2 separate regions of the Arabidopsis thaliana genome follow, and region 2 is linked to region 1. The links are chromatin contacts, called in public ChIA-PET maps. All regions are on one chromosome and are shown on one strand. Each heading gives the region's core, a stretch centred on a gene start, on an enhancer-like site or on the middle of the called end of the contact. The rest is flanking DNA. Distances are from core to core; before and after follow the strand shown.

Region 1 (4,677 bases), core at 406-2,905:
CATGGGCTCAATCATATTTTCTGTCTTGTGAATTATCTCTTTTGACAGATGACCCTCCAGAAAACTGAACAATGCTCCTAATGTCATCTTTCTTAGATCTGTATCAAGTTCATTGTTCATATCTTCTTCAACATGACAGCTTAAACCCTGCTCTCCTGAATCAGTAACCTCATCATTTTCAAAGCTCTTCAACGGCTTCTGATCCGCTTTCTTGTTCTTCCCTTTGTTCTTTCTGGCTCGATTTAGAACCATGTCCAATTCCAAATAAGAATCTCCAACAATATCAATCTTCTTGCTTCTTGTAGCCCTAGTAATCCTCTTCTCCTTTAAAGTCTCTACCTTCTCTACATTAACCACTCCCAAACAAGCTTTTCCTACACTTTCTTCAATCTTCTTGCTCCTCGTAGCCTTACTGCTCACTCTCTTCTTCAATCCCCTCCCTAAATTTTCCTCCACCATTGCACAATCCTCCATTTCAACCTTAATTAAGTTTACAGATGAACTCTGAATACTTTCAACATTCCTAAAGCTTCCATTTTTCTCCACCAGATCCTCTTGTAATCCATCAGTAATCCCTAATTTCTCCGAATCCTCGATTTTCCTAACTTTCCTAACCCTAGAACTCGGCTTGTTCTCAAATTTCACATCCAAACCCTTTTCTTCCTCAGTGATATCCCCCAAATTGATACTTTCTAAAACCCTAATTCGCTTCCTCGCATTAGCCTGACGCCTATTGTTCCTCGTAAGCTTCTTCTCCTGAAAATCATCAATCACAAAATTCACCAAAATAGATGTATACTCACCTAGTTTGATAACATCGCCATCTCCGAGATTTACCGACGTCTCTGGATCAAGAGCATTCGAATTCAATAAAGTACCGTTGGAAGATCCAAGATCTTGTATTACCCAATTCCCAGAATCCGATTCGATCCGAAGATGCTTAGTGGAGATTCCAGCGTCTTTAATTGCGATTTCATTACCACGAACGATTCGACCAACACGAATCGTAGATCCAGGCTTGTAATCTAGAGCATCGCCTTCTCTTGGACCCTTGACGAATACTAATCTCAACGATGGCGTAACCATTGTTACCGTTTCTCTCCCAAATGCGAATTTTGAAATTTTGATTTGTCTGACGCTCCAATTATTAATGGGCCTTAAATGGGCTTTTATCGTTTCGACGATAAAACAATTTCAAGGCTAAAAGCTACTATTGGCTAAACAACTGGCATTATTGATTACCCAAACTTCCAGCAACACACGTGAATCTCTCAGCAAACTTATCTCTCCCTTATCCACTTTTTTTCCAACCTTTTTCCCCTCACGCTCCTTTACCCTCGCGTGTATCTCACCTCATCATTTGGATATCCACTGTTAAAATTCCCTTTTATATTCGAAATCAACCAAATTTAACCTTACTCCTATAAATTAATTAGGCTCTTATCTACAATTGTTGCAAATCAACAAAACGTGCTTCTAATGCTAACACAATAATTGATTTTTGAGTATATTCCTCTACGTAGTGAACACGACGCGCTAAGATCTGACGCGTGGGATATAACTTGTCGGTCAACGAAAGCGCCACGTCATCGCCACTATGCTTGTCCTTATCATTTCCTTTCACCCGCCAACGTCGTTTCAAGCACAGCAAATAATATCAGAACACATTTTTTTCTTTTTATGATTTAATCAATTAAATCACCAAACTCAATTAAATAAAAAGAAAAAAATTATTATTATCCCTTCTTCTTCTTCTTCGTCTTCGTCTTTGATTCTCCTGATTCATGTCGCTTAAATTTTTAGCGATCTTCGAATCCCATTTTCCTTCGGGAATCTGACATTTTTTCTCGGGAAATTTTTTTATCCAAATCGGAGTAAAGTATCGAATCTAGAGAATCCGCTATGGATGAGACCTATTTTGATCTATTGAATTTCTTTAAGAATCCCTCTTTTACAGAGACATTTGTCGACATCTTACTATGCGCAGTTCCGATTTGGCTCGCCGTTATGATCGGGTTATTAATCGGATGGTCTTGGCGTCCAAGATGGACCGGTTTGATCTATTTAGGGTTTCGTTCTAAGCTTCGGTTTTTATGGACCGCACCGCCTGGGTTTGGTGCTCGTCGGCTTTGGCTTGCTTTCACCGCTCTCTCTGCTTTCTCCGTTTGCCGAACCATCTGGTCAAGGAATGACACCAGAGCTAATAAATCGGCGACCGGTTCAGCTTCGTCGCAGACGCCTGTTGAGGATAATGATGAATCAGGATTGGCCTCAAGGTTAGTGTAATGCTTAATTATTGGAAGATGTAGAAGTTTTAGTTCTCTGTTTTAAAACGTAACGTTTACTTTTAATTTAGCTAGATAAGGTATATAGTGTTTGCATTATCTTTTAGTTTCGCAATAGCATTGGCAAAAGAATGGTTTTTTTTTTTTTTGCATTAGTTGATTTATGGATTGGTTATATTTGCAGAGGTAGCGATAACGGGACGGTGACAGAGGATATTGTGACAGAGAATGATTTAGAGCATCTGCTTCAGCTGCTTGAAGTTGGAAATGCAGCTTTGGAATGGCAATCTATGATGGATAAGACTACTCCAAATATGAGCTACCAGGCTTGGCGTCATGAGCCTGAGGTAATCTAAGTTTTATACTCTTGCTTTGTATCCGTTTCCTTATGCTACGCCTGAATGATGTAGCTCAAGGAACAAGCTAAGTCATTGAGTAGTAGGCGGAATAGTCGAAAAAATGAATTCTTTAGAGTAATTTGAATGACATCTGAATCAGACCACTGCTTTTAGGTTTATTGGTAATGACGAGGGAGATATGTTTCTAAGGATAGCTATAGACGATCAATTTTTAGGTGTCTAGTAGTATACATTGTGTTTCTTTGTTTAGCTTTGGTTCTTTTTGGGCACGATGTGATGCGTTGTTGCATTTACCCCTTTGTGTGGCATTTTTGTGACATTTTACTTGAAACTGTGTTCTTGCTATAATGAAATGGGGAATTCTTAAATACTAGATGATAGAAACATTTGATCAAATTGTGTTTGTAGCCTGATAGGTCGTATTGTTTATCAGACAGGTCCTGTTATTTATCGCAGCCGGACTGTGTTTGAGGATGCAACTCCAGATATTGTTAGGGATTTCTTCTGGGATGATGAGTTTCGACCTAAATGGGATTTCATGCTTGCCAACTTCAAAACGTTGGAGGAGGACACTCAGACAGGAACAATGATTGTTCAGTGGAGAAAAAAGGTTTCTGGACTTTTGATACTTTGGTCATCTTAATAAACAATTCCCACATTAAAAACTGTTGTCATTACTAATTTCTTTTGCTTGCAGTTTCCTTTTTTCTGTAGTGACCGAGAGTATATCATTGGCCGGAGAATATGGGAGTCTGGGAAGAAGTATTATTGTGTCACAAAGGTAATGTCATGCTACAAGAACTTGTTTTTGCCTTCCACAGAACAAGTGTGTAGCATTCCACATGTCTGGAGAATTCTAAATGTTTACGCCAGAATTCTGTAGGGGACAAAACACCAAAGTTTAGGTTTGACAATTCTGAATGTCTGGAGATAATTCATGGGACCATTGTCTCTTAGTTTCTAGTTCTATTAAGTTTCATTGCATCATTACTTTATCAGTGAAAAAAATTGATCAAATAGTATCCAACATCTGTTTATCCTAAACATCCTATTAAGTTTTTATGCTGAAACAAAGCTCAAAGCTCAGAGCTAAGGCGCTTATCTTCTTTGATATTGCATGGAGTATGCTTCTACTTCTCTAGGAGATGCGTTTTATGGAAATATCAAAGAAGATAAGCGCCTTAGTTCTGAAGATAAGCGCCTTATTCACAAAATGCATAAGGTTGTATTCTTTGTTAGGTTTATCCAGCTCTAAACAAAGCTCAAAGCTCAGAACCATACTTAACACCTGTTCAATATTGTAGGGAGTTCCTTATCCAGCTCTACCAAAGCGTGATAAGCCAAGGCGTGTTGAGCTTTATTTCTCAAGTTGGGTTATCAGAGCGGGTAAGCCTTTTGATATACAAGTCTTTTTTTCTTTAAGACGGGCATAGATTTTGATTTTAAAGCAAATTCAAAACAAATGCAGTTGAATCCCGAAAAGGAGATGGACAGCAAACGGCTTGTGAAGTTTCCCTTGTCCACTACGAAGACATGGGCATCCCAAAAGACGTAGCAAAGTTAGGTGTCCGTCATGGCATGTGGGGAGCTGTCAAGAAGCTAAACTCTGGTTTACGAGCGTACCAATCCGCCAGAAAATCAGACTCATCTCTATCTCGGATCGCCCAAATGGCAAGAATCACTACAAAACTGAACATGGATTCTGCAGAATCATCTTCAAGAGATGAAGACAGAAGCAGAGCAATGGAATATGCGAGACAACGGGACCATTTGAGAATGGACTGGAAATGGGTTGTTGTAGGAGGTGTCGCATTGGCTTGTGGCCTTCACTCTGGGATCATTGGCAAGGCTTTACTGGCTGGAGCTGGCCAGAGACTGGCTCGTAGGTGAGAAACCTTGTCGTATTCTTATTATATCTTCCCTTGACAGAAAAGAGAAACATATGCATATAATTAAGGGAAATGTATTATTTTTGCAACTCCTCTGAGAAGGGCATGTGGTTTTGGTGGTGAACCATGTAGAGTAGTAGCTTT
Region 2 (5,138 bases), core at 1,606-4,105, 50 kb after region 1:
CAAAAACCGTAGTTCAGTGGCTTTGTCTTCCCATTCAACACCTTCTAACCATTTGTTTTCGCCGTATTTTACGACAAGTTCTACACCTGCAGTTCCACTCTTGGAGTTCAATGGAAGCTTTTTCAGCTTTGGACAATGTTCTTGCACTGCAAGCTCACTCAGACGTGGAAAAGACAATGGTGACCAGTAGATGCTCTTTAGCTTAGGTAAATCAGATAAGCTAAGACATTCTAGTTTTTGAAAAGGAATGATAATACTTGCATTCTCGTCCGTAACACTTGCAGCTTTTTCTTCACTGATTATATCCTCTAGTTGCTCTGCGAAACGAGCGTCGAGATAAGTAAGGTTTGGAGCAAACAATAGCCATGTCAACTCCTTTAGACCATCACATTGTCCTATAACGACTTTGGAGAGGCTAGAGAAGCATGATGATGTTCTCATCTCGACTTTTATCTCCTTCATTCCACACTTCCATATGCCAATTCGACGGATATTACACATGCTTGGAAAAGTTAATATTTTGAAAGATTCTTCCTCAACCTCTATAAGCTCTACATATTGAATAGATTTCGCCAATCTCTGAGAGCATAACAAATGTTCCAAAACCAAACTTGAAAAGATATCTATGGTTAGAACTTCTATATGTTCTAAGAGTTGTAGCTCCTTCGCTGAGTTCACATCTAGAGCCTTTTTGGACTTTTGTAGTCTCAGTGTCTTCAAACTCAACAACTTAGATACCCCAGCATACTCTCCAAACTCTTCATGGACTCCAAATTCAGATGTATTAGTTGTTTCAACTCTTGTAAACCAACAGGCAACCTTTCGATGTTTGTATACGACAAGTCAAGATATCGCAAGGAGACTAACTCTGATATTTTCTTTGGTAATCCAGTGAGACTACTATTCCATGATAAATCCAATACGACAAGGTTAGGCATGAATCGAAAGAATTCTCCGGAAATATTTACCAATTTGTGGTTTTTTTGGAGGAGGAGAGTTGTAAGTTGAGGACATGTAGGGCAACCCAAAATCTTTTCAAGCTCATTTTTCATCAACGACATTCTTCTCACAGCTCTCCAGTTCTTCACTTCCGGTACTGCATGTAACCCAACACCGGCTCGCACAATGCATTGATCTTTATGCTTTCCAAGATCAGATGATATCCATAGAGCCATCTCACGAACCACGTCATGCATTTTCACTTCCGTTTTCTTCCATTCTTCCTCCATCAATAAAACATGTACGGACAAGAGTACCGATGATCTCATAGCCTTCGTTTATCGCTCTCTCTTTACCATCTTTTGCATCTATGAATCCTTCACATATCCAATAGTCTACTAACTCCTCTTTCTTAATCTCATAATCTTCAGGAAATAAAGAGCAATATAGGAAACATGATTTGATATGCTCCCTTTGTAAATTATCATAGCTATACTTCAATATCTGAAGAATTTCGTCTTCCATGCCTGAAAACTCTATGGCTGATGAAGTCAAAACATCAATCGCGTGACGCCATTCTTGAACTGTGCTTTTGCATGCCATAGTTTCTCCAATGACATTAAGTGCTAATGGTAGACCACGACATTTTTCAGCGACTTGTTTTGCAAGTTCAGGAATATCCGGATGGCTTTTCAAAGTGTTTTCTCCTACTTTGTTTTGAAACAAATCCCAAGCATCTTCAGGTTCCAAACAACTAACTTGCATCGGGTCATCGACTCCCATACGCCCACAAACATCTCGAGAACGGGTGGTAAATGCTACTATGCTTCCATTTTCTCTACTTGGATACGGTACTCCAACCAATTCTAAGTTCACTTTCTCCCATATATCATCCAACAATAACACAAATTTATGTCTCCTAAGGACATTGTGTATGTCAACGGCTCTCTTGTTTTCGTTTTTTTTGTCCCACTCCTCGCCCGTAAGACCTAGTCTTTTTGCAATGTCTTCTTGAATCCTATAGATCTCTGAGGTTTTAGACACAACAACCCACATCACAATATCAAATCCACCATCTGTTTCAGAAAACTTCTTGTTGATTTGCGTAAGAAGCGTGGTTTTTCCCACTCCACCCATTCCATATAAACCCATGATCTTGAATCCATCTTTCATGAGAGTGTTCCAAACCCTTTCAAGCATTGTCTCTTGACCAACAACTGTGGATTGAATAGGCATCTCCTCAACTTGAGCTACCAGATTTTCCTCAGTCACCACATCAAATACTCCACGAGAAGAGAGATTCTCAACTTCCTTCAACATCACGCTAACCATTTTCCCATAATGATAGCTCTTTCCAAAACTTTTGGAGCAAAACCCACAAAAACACAACCTCTCTATCTCAACCTCTTTATTACTAAACAAATCATTGAACCTTTTCTCGATAATCACGACATTTGTAAGCCATACCTGAACTTGAGAAAGCCTATGACGACGCCCTAGAAATTCTTCTTTATCGACCCTTCTTTTCACATCATCGTGCTTTGTCTTGAGAACTTCAATGGCTTTTTGTAGAGCTGCTAGATTCTCGGGAAGGCTATGAATGTAACCTTTTCTAACGCATAACCATTGAGAGAACTGATTCACAAACTGATCACATGACACCGAGACCGAGATACAACCTCCCATCTTGGCTCAAGACAAGAGATGAGATTGGATTTTCTTCCACTCACGCACCGATCTCCAAAAGTCAATTTCATTGAACGTTTACTTTGGACGAATATAAAAGACTTATACAACTATACAACCAACGACGACCACGACTTCATCTTCAAAGAAAAAATAAGAATCAAACTCTTTAGTTGTGGGCTTTATGAGTTTAGTGAGGCCCAAATATAAATATATCCAAATTGGCCCATTCTTCCACTAATGAACAACATCATCAATTCGATTCCCAAATTTATCGATTGATAAACCCTAAAAGTCTGATCTTGATCTCTGGGCATTGTTCAAAGCTGATCCTCTTTCGGAAAAATGTCATCTGTTGGAACATCGAAAGGGGTTCTGGAGATCGTCAAGTTCGGTGTCTATGTCGCTGTTCCGATCGTCCTTATGTACACATTCGCCAACAACAGCACCAATATCAAGAAATTCATGGGCAATGTAAAACCATCCTCTCTCTCTCTTTCACAAAATTCTCATCACTGATTATTGCATCTTCGAAAATGATAGGCTTAGATTGATGGGTTTCGCTTCAAAAATTAGGAATAGTAACTCTAAACGCTTCATTTGCAGAATTTTTGATTATGAGTAATATTTCTAATTGAATCTCTTTTGAGATCCGTTTGTGGATTAGGCGATGGGATTTTCAATTAGGGATTTTAATGTTTGGTTATAAATTAACCTTGTTAACTTGTTTGTACTCTGTTAGGAACATAGATTGATTGGTTAGCTGAATAATTAGGAAATGGTAACTCTTAACTTGGTTAACGCCATTGTCACTTTAAATCACTGTAACACAGAGTAATTTACTACAATCCTAGCAACATTCAAGATATGGTTCAATCTCCTTGAATTGTCAATGATTCATTTGCTTCCATCGAACTTTTCGATAGTGTTGTGGGGTTTGTCGGGTCTGGCATATAGAAAACAGTCTACAATGTCGGTTTTGCGGTGCACCGAAGGATAAAATGTTCATTCTAAAATGGGTAACACTTATTGTTATCAAATTGTCTGCTGCGCTTAAGTCACTGAAATACACTTACTAGGATCTTAGAAACATACACTACCCCATTTTGATGGTAGTCGGGTTTTCTCCGCTCTATCGAGCAGTCTGTAATGGTTATTTTGCAGTGCGATAGAGGCATTCTCTAACCCTCCCAAATTTTGGCTATTTGTTGTGCAGCGTTCATATGTTGTTTATCCTGAAGAGGCACCTAGACCTCCTTCACCCGATGAGCTAAGAGAGATGGCACGAGAGCTTGCCCGTAAGAAGAACATCCGGTGAGTTTATGAGATGGAATCATATACAAATGTTTGATGTTATCTGTAATAGTAAACTGCTCGGCGTAACAACTGGTAATAAAGGTAATGTTATGTTGTTGATTCCTGTAAGATCATAATGGGATTGTATAAGAAAAAGAGCAATAATGACGAAGAGGAAACATTTCTTTTGTTACATATTTTGTGATTTGTGCACATCAATGAATGAAGTCTGTAACATTTTCAAATAAAATTACAAAATCAAAGATACACAACCACAGCTTCATGTCATTGTGTGATTTGTTAACGGCCATATTTCGGGCCTCTAAATTTCAGTGTGAGAAGATTTTTTTTTTGGACAAATGTAAGAAGATTTCTAAAAATACTACAAAGTTGAGTAAAAAGGGTAATTGTGAAAATACTCTTAAAGGAAAAAAATGCATGTTTTTGTAAAAATGTCAACATAACGATAAGTTCTGAAAATATCAACGAAATTCATAGTACTCAAGATTCTGACTTCTCTTGTTGAAACCATTAATCTTCTCTGAGTATCTTATGGGTAACCTCTGAATCCTTTATTAATGGTGTCATCATCTTTACTTTTACTTAGCTGTCACATGTCATTGCTTTTGCTTCTACTATATCTATAACAGGTCATAGATTAGAGAAGTTAATGATGCTTCTCAGCTTTAAATTACTTTCTTTTTTTGTTCACATTTCTATTTATATACTTAACTGATTTAATTCTATATTGTTTGTTATCTTAATCAATTCTTGCAAGCTGTCTGATATTTTCATTTTAGCCCTTTTGGATATTGTAGCAAAACGTTTAGGTAACATAGGCCAAAATTGACTTTATTGATCTTCTAGGTAGAAATTTTAGTATTTTTTGTGAGTTACCTAAACCACTATGTATTATTATAATTTCAGAAATTCTAATATGTTAAGTAGCTTTCACATTTACTAAGTAATAAAGAATTTCAATACGTAAATGAAAAGAGAAAGTAAAAAACAAAAGAACCCAAAAGTCAGTGTAACTAAACACAAGTTTTGTAGTATAAAAAAGTCTTGGTCTAGAAATCTCACATTTTTCTGAACTGAAATCAGAATCTCTGTTATAAAACATATTTATGGGGAAAAAGTTACTATTTATTTTATTTTTGTAAAATGAAAATAAATACTAAAAAGAAGTATGGAAGAAAAAAAAGAGGGAAAAAGAA

Evidence for each region. ChIA-PET counts read pairs in DNA pulled down with a chosen protein or histone mark.
Region 2: an H3K4me3 ChIA-PET map of shoot shows a contact between it and region 1, with 10 read pairs. The contact joins the promoter of AT4G14615 here to the promoter of AT4G14500 in region 1. A contact is called at or near these places in 4 of 26 Hi-C or Micro-C datasets (callus, root, rosette leaf and 1 more), 1 of 2 datasets of contacts at active chromatin or transcription factors (shoot) and 1 of 3 other capture datasets (shoot).

The regions. Positions count from the first base shown.
Region 1 is chr4:8,332,489-8,337,165 of TAIR10.1, forward strand. AT4G14500 (Polyketide cyclase/dehydrase and lipid transport superfamily protein) reads left to right here and starts at 1,656. Exons shown (of 6, transcript NM_117530.3): 1 at 1,656-2,276; 2 at 2,470-2,632; 3 at 3,078-3,254; 4 at 3,342-3,425; 5 at 3,949-4,030; 6 at 4,113-4,677. The coding sequence starts at 1,903. The coding sequence ends at 4,534. AT4G14490 (SMAD/FHA domain-containing protein) reads right to left here and starts at 1,091. Exons shown (of 1, transcript NM_117529.3): 1 at 1-1,091. The coding sequence starts at 1,086. It overlaps CFM3B (CRM family member 3B), which reads right to left. Exons shown (of 9, transcript NM_117531.4): 9 at 4,213-4,677. It overlaps MIR852 (a microRNA gene), which reads left to right and starts at 3,678; the gene lies at 3,678-3,885.
Region 2 is chr4:8,380,872-8,386,009 of TAIR10.1, forward strand. It overlaps AT4G14615 (sporulation-specific protein), which reads left to right and starts at 2,856. Exons shown (of 2, transcript NM_117543.4): 1 at 2,856-3,099; 2 at 3,842-4,378. The coding sequence starts at 2,971. The coding sequence ends at 3,943. It also overlaps the pseudogene AT4G14610.